2 separate regions of the Mus musculus genome follow, and region 2 is linked to region 1. Evidence: chromatin contacts called from public HiChIP or PLAC-seq data. All regions are on one chromosome and are shown on one strand. Each heading gives the region's core, a stretch centred on a gene start, on an enhancer-like site or on the middle of the called end of the contact. The rest is flanking DNA. Distances are from core to core; before and after follow the strand shown.

Region 1 (7,165 bases), core at 2,143-4,642:
CTGTAAGAGAGTCCAGACAGGAAAGTCACCAGAATCGCCTGATAACTTCAGGTATCAGTCTTCCTCTGACCTGCATACTTGTGTGTTCACACAGAGGTTTTTAAAAACCATCTTCTAAGTCCTAAAACTATTTTTATGAAGTTGAATTTATTTAAGCCAGTACAATTATGAGGTATGCCTCCTAGTACATGTAAATAACTATCTAGGAAAGGTAAATGTACGCCTTGACCTCTATCATAGCCATTATAAGTAGGACTTTCTTTTTAATTGGTCTTAAAATTGCTTCATAGTAAGCGAAGCTTTACAGACATTTTACCAGTTCCAGAATCCCCTAGAGAGAATGTAAATTTTAAGAAACCAAAGGATAAACAAGAGTTAGAAGAAAAGGAAATTTTATCTTGGCTTGAATTGTTAAGTCACATATTTCAGATTATGCCAATCTGTTTCTCTTTCTTTCTTTTTTCTACAACTCCTGGATCTATTTCCTGTATTCACTATCTTCACAGTTAAGCCCAATTTACTATTGTGTAAATTAGGTGAGCTTCTCACCAGATCTCTGAATATTTATAAATACTCCTGTAGTATTTATCCTTTCTCTCCCTTTTACTGTTTGGTTTGTTGGTTTTTATTTTGAGACGGTCTCACTGTGTGCCCACCTTGACCTGGAACTCACAGGGATTGCCTTTCTAGGACTGAGACTAAAGGCTTTTACCACCACACCCAGCCTATATCTTTTGGGTTTTTGTTTGGGTTTTATTGTGGGGTTTTTTACTTCTTTGTCATATTTTTCCCATTTCCTCTTCCTATACTTTTTGGGTGTGGAAAGGCGGAAGCTATTTTTAGCCACATTCAAGTTATTAGTGTGGCACTTCTTTCTTTGTAGATTCTTCTAATTCTACAAGCTTCATAAATATCCTACTGCAGATTCTTCTCCATGTGTTTCTTAGAGCGGGACAGTATTCTTTCTGTTGTACCTACTTGAGACATAAATTGCCAAGCAAGTTGAGGATTCACAGAAAATATGAAGCAGGAAAAAAGAAAATAACTATTTTATATTGATACATTTAGAAGTCATCTAAAACAACCAAAAAAAAAAAAAGTCATCTGTGTAATACAATGTTTCTGGAGTCATTGAGCTAAATTGTGGGCTATATCACAAAATTTCTAGCTCCTTATGTAATCATTTTTCCTAATATCCTTTTCTCCCAAAGCAAAAAAAAGTAGTACTGCTAGTTTTTTTTCCCTTGGGATAGTTGGGTTTTGGCTAGAAATGGATAAGCATATAATTCAGATGGTACATGAGTTCTGCAGAAAGCTGATTGTATGCATTAAAAACCCACATTTTGAACTGGTGTGTGTGTGTGTGTGTGTGTGTGTGTGTGTGTGTGTGTGTAGTAAAAGGAGGAGTAAAGCCGTGGTGGAGCACGCCTTTAATTCCAGCACTTGGGAGGCGGAGACAGGCAGATTACTCAATTCAAGGCCAGCCTGGCCTACAAAGTGAGTTCCAGGACAGCCGGGGCTACACAGAAAAACCGTCTTGAAAAATCAAAAGAAAATAAAAAGGAGTAAAGCAGGACAAGCTGGGTTTGCTAGTGGATCCAGTATTCTGTAGATCTGGTAGGTTGTTCATTGATGGGAAAGTGAAACTACATATTTTTTTCTTTTTCGTTCTTTCTTTCTTTCTTTCTTTCTTTCTTTCTTTCTTTCTTTCTTTCTTTCTTTCTTTCTTGTTTTTGTTGTTGTTTTTTCAAGACACGTTTTCCCTGTGTAGCCCTGACTGTCCTGGAACTCACTTTGTAGACCAGGGTGGCCTCGAACTCAGAGATCTGCCTGCCTCTGCCTCTGGAGTGCTGGGATTAAAGGCCTGTGCCACCACGCCCTGCAAGACTTTATCATTTTAAAGTCCTCATAAGAGTTCCCACTTTGTTAAAAAAAAAAAAAAAAGTTTTTCATTAATTTATTTTTCCTCCCCTCTTCTCCTCCCAGCCCTACTCTCTCAATCCCCCCTTTTAAATTTTATAGTCATAAGAAAAACTGATTTAAGAGAAAATTCAACTCACATGCAGACGGAAAGATCCAATCATAAAATTGCAATTTTTCCCCCAACCCCTTTGCAATTTTTTTGAAGGGTTTTTGTTTTGTTTTGTTTTTTAAGACAGGGCTCACATATCCCAAATTTGCCCAAAATTTGCTATATGTAACCCAGAATAACCTGGAATTCTGATAATTCTACCTGTACCTCCAAAGTCCTAGGATTATAGATAGCCTCATAACACCATGCCAAATTTGTGCAAGGCTAAGAAAACTCAGGGCTTTGTGGTGCCAGGCAAGTACCCTACCAAATTATCTCTTTGTACAAATTTTCTCTCTTAATTCAGTTACTCATTAGCCTACTAAAGAATTTTCAGAGCTGTGCTATATGTGTTAATTTCCATTATCTAAATACAGGGTTGAACATAATGCTTTCAGTAATATATATGTGTAAGAAACCTGAATCTTGAATTGTGTCCCAGTTTAAGGATGGTGGTTTTAAAAAGAAATTTGGTTTGAGGCTTCCTGTAGTTGAAGTTCCCTAACCTAAGTCTTTAACAAGGTGAGAAACAATATTGTATATGAAAAACCCAGTACCTAAACTGAAAAGAAATTGGGCCTATGATGACAATTCTAGGGAAGATTTTTAAATTGAATGTATATTTAAGCTGGAGTCTAAGTAAATGGATTATAATCATTAACTCTAGTAAGATCTGAAGTCATGCTGCCCCTAGAAAAGGAGGCGTTGTACCTAACATTGTAAAGACACTTTGTTAATGTTTATCTTGACCTAAGCTAGAGTAGATTTTCTTTTTTCTCTCCTAGATGACATTGTTTTATGTACTGAGTTCCATGTAATTTCAGAATTCAAAATATACCTCTCTGACCCTAGATTAGTCTAAATATTTATCTTTATTTTTGTGAGTCATAATTGAGTATCAGATTTCATAACAGTTTTTATACAAGAAACTATTGTGTCCCAGGTTTTTCTTGGGAAACTGAGGAAAATTAGTATAAATTTTTACTGTAAAGGCCTTATCGTTAATATGTTTAGAGAATTCTGCTCATCAGAGTAAAAATATTTTTGGTGTTTCATTTGAAATATAATTATGAGTGGTGGAGACTTTAAACACAGTTAAAGGAAAGCAGGGAAGACAAAGGGCTCTCTAAGAAAAGGGCTTGGGATGCGTGGGGTAGGGATATTCCCTTTATTTTATCAGAGACTGAAATGGAAGAAATTTGACATTCTGGTGGCTTATGGGGAGCTGCTCAGAGATTGCTTCTTGGCTGAGTTGCTGTCTGCAAAGGCTGCTAACAATCGCTTGTCTGGCAGCAGATCTTGTTCATCAGGATTGCATCATCTCTGGGAGAGTGGCCAAGGTCCACAGCCTCAGTACAAAGACTGTCTGAAGCATACGAGGCCTGTTCTCTTTCTAAAGCTGCACTCTTCTTCCTGCCAGTCCTCTTCACAGGATTGCTAAAGCTGACTTGTGCGTTTCTTTCATTGGGTTGACTGTTTACTGGTCTCTTGTCTCCCAGCTGCTTCCGCCTCACCTGTCTGATACATTTCTTCTGAAATCTTAAAAGTCTAGAAACTACATATAAATGGTAACTCTCAAAAGAGTGCTCAGTATTGGAAGACAGGCTGGGTTTGTTAGTGGATCCGGTATTTTGTAGATCTGGTGGGTTGATAATTGATGGCAGAGTGAAACTATATTTTTACTTTGCCTCTGTCCTTCCTCTTACTTGCTGCTGCTGAATACTTGACTATTTTATTTCTTCTTTTTACTGTCACCTTCAAACCTTTTTTTTTTTCACTTCAAAATTGTGAATATACTTTTGAAAATATTTTTCTAAAGATTACTTTGTTTTCCAGATTTTTAAAAATTGGAAACATGCGCACGCCCACACCCACACACATAAATGTAAAGGGCATGCCTTCTAATGGATGGTGACTTGTGAACAGCTTTCTTCCATGTTTATGACCTGTTATTATTTTGGATATTGAGAGCTCATTTTGGTCAGTACTATATTTGACTTTGTGAAATAAAAACATGAATTTAAGAAATTCTGATCACCTACTCTTCCCTTTCTTCATTCTCTTTCCCCAAATTTAATAGGTTCTCTATTTTCCTTTCCTTTTGGGGATATAGTAAGTTGATGGAATTGACCCCAGGTAGAACCGATTCCCCCTGCCCCCAGTTTTTATAAGGAATGGAATGGGGAAAAGAAAGGAGTCATCATTTAATATGTTTTGCTAGGCCTGTATCCAAAGTAAATCTGGTATTTGATGAAAAGAGGTCTGTGCCCCATGTGGTGGTGTGTGCCAATAATAGCACTTGGGAGGGTCAGCCAAGGAGGATACAAGTTTAAGTCTGATGTGGGCTATAGCAATTGCTTAAAAACAAACAAAACAAAACAGAAATGTAAAAGTTACTGAGTTTGGAACCCCCATGGAAAGACAAGAAAAACTTGAGAATCCTGAGGGGAACAGTTTTGATAGAAGGGAAGAGAAGGGCAGTATCTCATCACCTTGGAAACCAAGGCCATTTCCTTCCCTCCCTTAGTTATTTTGTGTTAGATGTAAATGGAAAGTAACAAGTAATACAGAAATAAAATTATTAATCTGTAGTGTTCCACTTTTTGAGCACATCAATGTTTCTTCATATATTAAACTGTGTCTCAGCCTTTTCTAGGGTTTCAGAGCTACTCGCAGATAATTGGGGGACCTCAAAGGTGACTGCCCCAAATCCTTTTCATTTGTTATATTTTGAATTTTAGTAAATGTTGAACTTGGTTACTATGATGGGATCACTCAGTAAACATTTCTTGATTCCTCTTGATATGTCAGGCATAGTATTTAATCATTGGAACTACAGCAGTGGTTTAAAAAAAAAGTTTTGTTTTTTAATCCCTGCCATAATTTGTGTTCTGGTGATAAGAGTTTAAGTAATGGAATAAATTATATTTTGAAATTATTTTTGTCTAGACACAGTTCTTACACATCTCCAAATTAGGAGATTAAATTAATAGTTACTCTAGCTAAAATTTAGCTTGATAAACCAGAGTAAATGTTTTCTTACATGAGATATTATAATAAAAGATTGTATATGGATAATCTAGTAAAAGTTCTTTATCATTTAAATAGCTATATTTTACATCATTTTTCAGTGAAGGAACCATATAAAGAGAGTTTCGTGTATCAGAATTTGAATTAGGAAACCTCATCATTGGGGCTTGAGAGATAACCCAGCAGTTAAGAGCCCTGGCTGTTCTTCCAGAAAATCTAAGTTTAATTCCCAGTACCCACAACCATCTATAATTATAGCTTGATGGGAGCTGATACCCTTTTCAGATGTACATTCAGACAAAACAGACATTTAAAAAGAAACCCCATTATTATGATTTAGGACAACATGGTCAAGCTGGCCTATTAAGATTGCCTTTATCAGAATAGTAGCAGTAGTACAGTTATATAACAATTGGCAAGAGGAAAAAGAATTTACAAAGAGAAATTAATAAGCTAACTTCTTAATGTTTCTTAAAGTTGTGTATCAACTGTCCAGATAGCTGGTGTAATATCTCACCACTGCATTTGAGACAAGTATGTAGTCCAGGCTGGTCTCTCTTGAACCTTCTGCCTTGGCCTATTGAATGCTGGGATTACTGGGTGTGTGTGCCTAGCTATTGTGTTAAGATTTCATAAGGCAATGTAAAAATAATTTATTCACTCTTGAGAGGAGGTACTACCTGAAGTAACTTTTTCATTTTTGCCTTGTAATACATCTTTTTTTAAAGTTACTATCATAGGGAGAAAATTAACTATGTGTGTCTGTAGATAATAGGTAGTTGGATGGGTAATAATTATTTTTATGAATCTATTTAGCTTATGAATCTATGTTAGCGGTGGCTATAGCAAAGAATCATTAATATTGTTGAGTAATTTTTAAGGCCTTTTCTGACATAGAACACATGATTTGAATTCTTCTGAGTAATGATCATCTGACAGATTCTGGTGGTTATCTGGTCAAACAACTTCTAGGCTTTTCTTAATGCAAATTATCTAACTAAAATTAGAAGAAGTACCCTTCAAAATGCTCTTTGGGTTTATTTGTGAGTGTTCTCTTTGTTTTGCCATTTGAAGATTTTTGTGTCATTTCCCCAATTGCTTGGGTGTTTTTTGAGAATTCTTGTTTAGCTACTTGAGGGGGGATGGATATTTATTTGCAAGTTGGTACAAAGACAGCAAGTGGAGCAGTCACACTGATCATGAATTGTGTCAAGTCGATAGGAAAGTTCACTTCATTTGCATTTTAGTTTTAGTTTTAACAGTGTCACCCTGAGTTGGATGAGAACAGGTATTTTGCCACACCCCGTTTCAAGAGGCCCAGGTACTACAGAAAGCTGCTTTAGTTTATCGCATCGGTAGCTTTCTCAAGTAATGGTGCAAAAGTAATACCTTTATATGGTCTTAATTTTGGACTAATTGACCATTCAGAATTAGTTTTCTTTTGCCACATTAATGTCTCATTTATCAAAATGAAATCCACATGACTCAAATCAGTAACTATTTAAAATCTTCGTTAATTGATTTTAGTTGGTATCATATACTTTTTGTTTTATTTAGCTATTTTTTAATAGTATTGATAATTTTACTTCTTTCTTTTTCAGATTTTAGAGGCAGGGTTTCTCTGGGTAGGTCTGGCTGTCCTGGGAATCACTATATACACTGGACTGGCCTTGAACTTAAGGATTCCCCCCCCCCCGCCTCTGCCTCCTGTGTGCTGGGATCAAAGGCTTATGCCACCCTCACCACCTGGCTGATAATTATATTTTACCTACTGTGTTCACGAGAGTCTTTTTAGTCTAGAGGTCTTTGACATTATATTGACTTCTAAACACATAAAATGCTTCTTGTTTCATCTTTTAGTGACTCTTCTTACATTAGTATGAAACCACTAATATGAATCATGCTAATTCTGTTTTTACCTCCAAATGCCTTAATCTGATTTTTTTCCCCATATTTACTACTCACTGATTTTTTTTCTTCCTAAATAATACCAGTTTATGGTTACCAAATCAAAGTTTGTTCATTGCTTTTTTTATGCAAAATAATATTTGTCATACAATGTTG
Region 2 (7,165 bases), core at 2,987-5,486, 67 kb after region 1:
TTTTCTGACGGTCTTAGGTGACCCCTGTGAAAGAGTTATTCAGGTCAAAGGGGTCGTGACCCACAGGTTGAGAACCCCTGCTCTACACCCTTTCATTACCTTTATCGTTCTACTCCCTAGCAAGCCTCTTTAGGTTGCTTTGTGGTGGCTGGCTCTCCAGACTAACTTAGACCACATTTCCCCCAAATTGGGGGAAACCATGTATACAGGTTCTTCTCCAAAGTCTTCCTGGAATATTCAGGTGACCATCCAGGGTCTGTCCTCACAATTTCTTGTCTTTCCTACTGTTTCACAAAAACCTCAGTCCTGGGTGGTGATGGTGCACACCTTTAATCCAAACACTCAGGAGGCAGAGAGGCAGAGGCAGAGGCAGAGGCAGAGGCAGAGGCAGAGGCAGAGGCAGAGGCAGAGGCAGAGGCAGAGGCAGAGGCAGAGAGGCAGAGGCAGAGGCAGAGGCAGAGGCAGAGGCAGAGGCAGAGGCAGAGGCAGAGGCAGAGGCAGAGGCAGAGGCAGAGGCAGAGGCAGAGGCAGAGGCAGAGGCGCAGGGAGGCAGAGAGGCAGAGAGAGAGAGGCAGAGAGGCAGAGGAGAGGCAGGAGGCAGGAGGCAGGAGGCAGGAGGCAGGAGGCAGGAGGCAGGAGGCAGGAGGCAGAGGCAGGCAGATCTCTAGGCCAGCCTGGTCTACAGAGTGCATTCCAGGACATCCAAGGCTGTTATAGTACAGTAACCTGTCCCCCCAAAAAAGCCAACAAAACAGCACACAGACAGCAAGAGAGACACAGGCAGAGGGGGAGAGAGAGAGAGAGAGAGAGAGAGAAGCCCTTAGTTCCTCTTAGAGCCTCTTTTCAGGCCCTCCTTGTCCAACACCCTCTCCAGATCTCAGGGCAGATCTGTTCCCTTCTTAGCCTTCCCTCCCATTGATTGGAACTATGGCAGATTTGTGGCCACCTGCCAGGCCTTGTCTTCAGACTTAGCTACTTGAGCATCCTTTTCTAACCTCCACTACCATCTCAGCCTCTTGGTTCACTGAGAAAATAGACTTCAACAGGCCAGAGCTCCAACTCTAACACAAAAGGGCATCTTTTCAGCCCCCACCTCTACACTCTGGGCTGGCTCCCACCCCTTCAGAGCTGGCCCCTTTGCAGTCCTCTCTCCCATACCTTCCTCACATCTGTGAGCTTTGAAAACACCCACATATTTAGAGACTGTTGCCGCCTCTGGGTAAAAAGCTGGTTCTTATCCTCTGCTGGGTCATGGGTCCACTTAGCAGATCATGACGGAACCTCCACACATAGTTCTCCCTCTTTGCCAGATGATGGATAATCTCCACTCTATCACCAACCGGTCTTGCCCCGAACTAACCTCACTTTGGCTGTCTCCAATGTTCCTACCAACTCCCTGGTGGCCTTATCATCAGCCCTGTAATGCTGGACCTCTCTCCTCATCCTTGGTTTCCATAGCAGCACACTTGAAGTTCTCTCACAAGTTGGCATGCTTCTGTCCTCTCTCTGTGTACATTTCTTCCTCTGACTGGCCTTTACACCAGGCATCTTCTAGCCTCCCCTGGCAGCTCTCTTTACACTGTGCAGTCAGTTACATTGGATAGGCCCATCTACACTTCTGATTGCAGCTATGACCCAAGTGCAGCTGCCCATGGCCTACATCTGTCAGGAGAGCCTCCCACATACGAACTGATCAGAAGTCTCCTGATATCTTAGCAGATCATTCTAGTCCCTCAAAAAAGATCTTTTTTTTTCAAGCTCCCTGTCTTCCTCAATGTCACTGACATTGTTTCTTTTATCCCAAAAACAGTTACCAAGTGTCCTCAGCTCCACTCCAGAGCATGAACTCACTCCCTCCCTCAGATCTACTGCCATGACCTCATGTCACACCAGGTGTCTAGCTCTCTCACATCTAAACTGTCTCCTCTTTAAATTGTGTCATCCCAACTTTGATATCACATCTACTCAACCTGAAGCAATGTAGAGATGAGCATTGCTGTAAGTGTGGCACACAAGTTTGTGAAGCATTCCATATTTTAAAATTTTTCACATCTATCTGTCTATCTGTCTGTCTGTCTATATATCTTCCTATCTATCTATTTTTCTATCTATGTATCTATCTTTCTATGTATGTATGTATGTATGTATGTATGTATGTATGTATGTATGTATCTATCTATCTATCTATCTATCTATCTATCTATCTATCTATCTATCTCTATCTAGGGGAGGGCATAGCCACTGTGCACATGTGAAGGTCACATAACCACTTTTGGGAGTTGGTTCTCTCCTTGTGCCATGTGGGTCTTAAGGATCTAACTCAGGTCACCAAGTTTAAGAGTAGACACTTTTACTCACAGAGCCATCTCTCAATCCAAAATCCATCTTCTTTTTTAAAAATTATTTTTATTATTTTTTAAATTATTCATTTTTATTTTATGTGCATTTGTGTTTTGCCTGCATGCATGTCTATGTGAGGGTGTCAGATCCTCTGGAGCTGGAGTTATAGACAGTTGTAAGCTGCCTTGTGGGTACTGGGGATTGAACTTGGATCCTCAGGAGGAGCAGCCAGTGCTCTTAACCACTGAGGCATCTTTCCAGCCCCCAAATTTGTTATTTAAAAAAATATATTTTTTAATTTACTTTTTAATTAATCTCTGTGTGTGTGTGTGTGTGTGTGTGTGTGTGTGTGTGTTGCCTCTGTGTGTGTGTGTTGCCTCTGTGTGTGTGTTGCCTGTATGTGTGTCTGTACACCATGTGTGTCTGGCGATCTTGGAGGCCAGCAGAGAGCATCATCTCCCCTGGAACTGGAGTTACAGATGGGTGGGAGCTGCTTCGTGGGTATTGGTCCTTGACAAGAGCAGGCTCTTTAACCACTTAACCACTGAGCCATCTCTGCAGCCTCCCAAAATTGTCACCTTTTGGCCCATTCATTATCACCATACCAAAGTAATCTTCCTGAAAATGTGAGCCCTGTGTAAAATACTTCTGTGAACTAGACCTGGGAGCTGCGGTGGTTTGAGTGTGGTGTTCCCTATAAGGCTTTGGTACTTGAATACTTGGTCCCGGTTTGGAGGCTGTTTGGAAATGATTAGGAGGTTGGCCTCCATGACAGAGGATGTCACTGGAGGTAGGGTTTAAAGATTTCCAAGACATCAAGTCACTCCTAGTGTGTTCTGTGTCCAAGCTCTTTGAAACTGCTCCAGGTTCCTGCCACCTGCTCTGCTCTGACATCATGTACTCTAACCTTCTGGAGCCAGAAGCCCCCAATAAACTCTTCTCTAAGTTGCCTTGGTCACACTGGTTTATGACTGTGAGAGAAATGTAACTGACACAGTGGCATTCACCTGTAATCCCAGCCCTTACCAGCTGATGCGGAAGGTTGCTTTGAGTTCAATCTACCCAGGGATACACACCAGGACCCTGTCTCAAAAACAAACAACTCCTGCCATGGGTGGTGGTGTACGCCTTTAACTTCTGTACTCGGGAGGCAGAAGCAAACAGTGTCCTCGGTCAGCCTGGTCCACACAGTGAGCTCCAGGCCAGCCAGGGATACACAGGTAGACCCTGGTCTACCCACCTCCAAATAATTAAGGAATCTTCCACCACTCTTAACTCTGAGCTCTTTCAGACCCTTGTTGACCCCCAGGCTTGTCTCTGACCCCTCCGCACCTCACATTTCCTGCTTCACCTGTCCTAGCTGCTTTCAGTCTCCCGGGGATATAATCCACCCACCTGTCACTCAAGCTGCTTTCTCTTCCACTGTGGCCTGCCTGTCTCTCGCTCCCACACAGTAAGATTTCCTCCGCATACGCGCATTCCACCAGAAGCCATGTTAGGTACCGCCCCTAAGAGCACCCACAAGAAGCTGGCATTCAGCAGAGCCTGCCATGTTCTGACATGCTCATCTCCACATCCAGACGCACTTTTAGAACAAGTCATTGTGTGCAGTATGTGGTCCACATGGGCAGCTCACACACGTGCCCCCAACCACCTGACCACGCCCTGGAATGCGGTGAATGTCGGAATTCTCATCTCTTCAGTGTGGATTTTTATTTTCTTCCCTTTGGGTAAGTGCTCTAGAAAGAGGTATCCTGGCTTCCCCGAGTCCTCACAAAAGAGTGGAGCACTGTTACTGTGGTCAGAATACCGCATGCAGAATCAAGACTGTGCCAGAGGGAGTATCCAGAGTGCCGCTGCTGCTGTCTCCTTTTGCCGTGTCACAGAACCCCGGTTTCATTTGCGTTGGCAACGTGCCCAGTTAATGTTTCTAGCCTCTTTCAGTTACATGTGCCAGGTGACTCAGTTCTGTGGCATTTCCAGGCAGCTTCAAGTGGCTCATAGATCAAATGACTGGAACACCAGCAGCTAACCTAAGCTATGAGATACTTTTTAAATTTTTATTAATTTATTAATTTATTGGGTTTCTCTCTCTCTCCCTCCCCCCCCCCCCCCCGTCTCTCCATAATCTCCCTATGTAGCCCTGGCTAGTCTGGAACTGGATATATAAATCAAGCTAGTGCCAAACTCACAGAAATTCACATGCCCCTGCCTCCTAAGTATTGGAATTAAAGGCCTGTGCCATCATGACTGCCCCCCCTTTTTTAAATTTGTATTTTATGTGTAAGGGCATTTTATCTGCATGTATGCACGTACTACAATCACATGCATGCCTGGTGTAGCAGGTCTCCTGGAACGAGAATTACAGATGCTCCTGGATTCTGAGAATTGAGCCCAGTCCTCTAGAAGAGAAGCCCTTGCCTGTCGCTGCTGGGCCATCCCTCCAATGCCAACCCCACGTCTGTGAGCGATGCTTGTGGAAAGGTGATGGCTACAGGGGACATGCAGACAGGACCCGGGCTCCTGCTCCCAACGTGGGCCATGGTCATGCTATAGAAATACCCAGACATTTTTTTCTTTCTTGAGACTAGATCTCTTCATGTAGTCTAGTATGGCCATGAATTTATAATCCTTCTGCTTCCGTCTTCTGAGTTCTGAGATCACAGGTATGTATTACCAAAGTTGGTTTTGTTTTGTTTTTTTTAAAGCTGTGGTAAAAGAAACTGTCATTAAGTCACACTGAACATTAGCACTCCATGAATATACAGCCATTGATATGAATGGAGGGTTGGGCTGTATCCCACCCATGAGGCCCTGGGTCAGGAGTCAGAAGCAGCAGCCAGCATGGGTGATATAAATTGTGTCTTTATTTGAACACCATTCCACCTGCACTGAAGCATAAATCCAGCAGCAGAAGGGGGCGGGACCAAAAGAAATGTTACCAAATTGGACAGTGAACATCTAAGACACATTCAGACAGAACTTACTAGTGGGGCACAGACAACACCAAGCTACCCTAACACACAGCACAGGTCCTTGGAGGACTGCCAGTCAGAGTCCTGGGATGGCTGGTGGCTCCTGCTCTCTTCTCAGGAATACCTCCTGTCCCACCCAAAAGCTAGCTCTGAGCCAGACAAGGGCCCCCAGAAGCCTCTCATGCTAGAAGGAATCCAGCCCTTCCAAGAGGGTTTCCCTTTTTTGGTTCATACCAGAGGCTGGAGAAGGACTAGTCCCTCTGTGCTCAAGAGGGACTCAACTTGTAGAAGCTTCCCCGTCCTCCCAAGCGCCATCTGCAAGCTGCCATCTTGGCTCTTGCAGGCCCCAGAAGGATGTTAATATTCCCCACATCCTCAGGCCCTTGGAACAGCTTTCCTCCATAGCTCTGGTCCTTAGAGGGCAGTGTTCTACTTCCCTCAACCCCAAGGACTAGTCTAAACAGTGCTCTGGAGCAGAGGCTGGACCCCATTGAAGCTATAACTGCTTTCTCCTCTCCCCTCTCTGTCAAGAGCAAAGAAATCCGCTAACACCAAACACCAGCCTCTCCATCCAGTCACAAATAGCTGAGGATTTTCAGGGACCCAACAACGGGAAGCTCTTGGTTAGTGATCAGAAACAGAGATGTTGATGTCCATATCCTATCCTTCCCCAAAGGCTAACACCAGCTCCCCGCCCTAACTGTCCTACGTCAACTGCCAGGAGGTCAGTTAGAGCCTCACCTGAGTTCTTGGCCGAAACATCCATTTTCTTTGTCCCTAACTCTTCTAAGCCTTCAAGACCACATTTTGGTTCCCATTGCTCCCTCTCTTCTTTCCCCGCGATACCCTGGGGCTCCTGCAGACTGCAGACCTCAGCCTGCCAGCCTGAAACTCCACACTGCACCGCTGGGCAGCAGCTGGTTGGCTGGAGAGTGGCAAGAACACTGGTAGACGACTCCTCAGAGGGAACTCATGCCCTTCCTCTCTGTCATTAGCCCACCTCTATCTAACACAGCCTGGCCTGCTCGGTCCCTTGTACACACACAGTTCTCTCCAAAGGATCAGAGCTACCGCAGACACCAAGAAGTCAATTCTATCCTGTCTGCCAAAGCACAAGGGACCCCCTGGGCAGCAAGTGTTCTTAGGAAAACAGGCTCTCCAAGCACACACATGGCTGCCCTCCTCAATCCCTAGCGTTTCCTCTTCACACACATACCCACTATCTTCTTTCTTCTCTACATTTTGTTCTTGCTCCCTGTGAATTACCCCTCCATTTCCCACCTCCCAGGTTTCTTCATCTGCTGCCCATCCATGGAAAACCCATTCTAGTTCTTCACTTCTCCATCGTTGTGTGTGCCTCTCCAGATCTCTCTCTCTCTCTCTCTCTCTCTCTCTCTCTCTCTCTCTCTCTCTCTCTCTCTCTCTCTCTCCATTCTCTCCATTCCTCCCTTTCCATGCCTGTCGCCTGTCTCCTGCCTCATCTTTACTTCGCCGGCTTTGCTCCTGCCCGCTTCTCAGTCAGTCACCCACTCCTGCCCCTCTCGCCACTACCTGGACCCTCCCCTCTGGTTTGAAGCTGAGGATCTGACTTCCTGCTCCCTTCTCCTTCTGACAAGGCTCCCCCACCCTCCCTGTCCATTCCCAGTCTCCTGGCTACCTGCTGAAGATGACTCCAGCACTCTGGCTCCAGGGAGGGACCAGGTTGGGACAAGAGCTGGGGAAGACAAGGGCAGTGGCCAAAGCTCAGGAGGAGGTGTCTACCCTGGAGGAGAGAGGAGAAAATGTGGAGATGGGATCTGGAACGTTCCAAGTGTCAGGAATTCTGCCAGGAACCAGCATCAGATTCCAGG

What was found. HiChIP or PLAC-seq counts read pairs in DNA pulled down with a chosen protein or histone mark.
Region 2: an HNF4G HiChIP or PLAC-seq map of pancreatic cancer cells shows a contact between it and region 1. The contact joins two enhancer-like sites. A contact is called at or near these places in 1 of 15 datasets of contacts at CTCF or cohesin (the NIH/3T3 cell line), 3 of 484 Hi-C or Micro-C datasets (brain, pre-B cells and pre-megakaryocyte-erythroid progenitors), 2 of 115 datasets of contacts at active chromatin or transcription factors (embryonic stem cells and pancreatic cancer cells) and 3 of 9 other capture datasets (adipose tissue, liver and pancreatic islet).

What each region holds. Positions count from the first base shown.
Region 1 is chr6:113,096,414-113,103,578 of GRCm38.p6, forward strand. The region is part of intron 1 of Setd5 (SET domain containing 5); the gene reads left to right. Among named protein-coding and RNA genes, the nearest start is that of Setd5, 22 kb to the left of the region's middle. Within about 2 kb of position 3,393, at least 266 of the 459 cell types and tissues checked have an H3K27ac peak or open chromatin away from gene starts, as enhancers often do. A contact at or near this core is called in the NIH/3T3 cell line, adipose tissue, brain and 1 more, where this site is marked.
Region 2 is chr6:113,162,900-113,170,064 of GRCm38.p6, forward strand. Lhfpl4 (lipoma HMGIC fusion partner-like protein 4) reads right to left here. Exons shown (of 4, transcript NM_177763.3): 4 at 5,188-7,165. Among named protein-coding and RNA genes, the nearest start is that of Lhfpl4, 29 kb to the right of the region's middle. Within about 2 kb of position 4,237, at least 144 of the 459 cell types and tissues checked have an H3K27ac peak or open chromatin away from gene starts, as enhancers often do. A contact at or near this core is called in the NIH/3T3 cell line, adipose tissue, brain and 1 more, where this site is marked.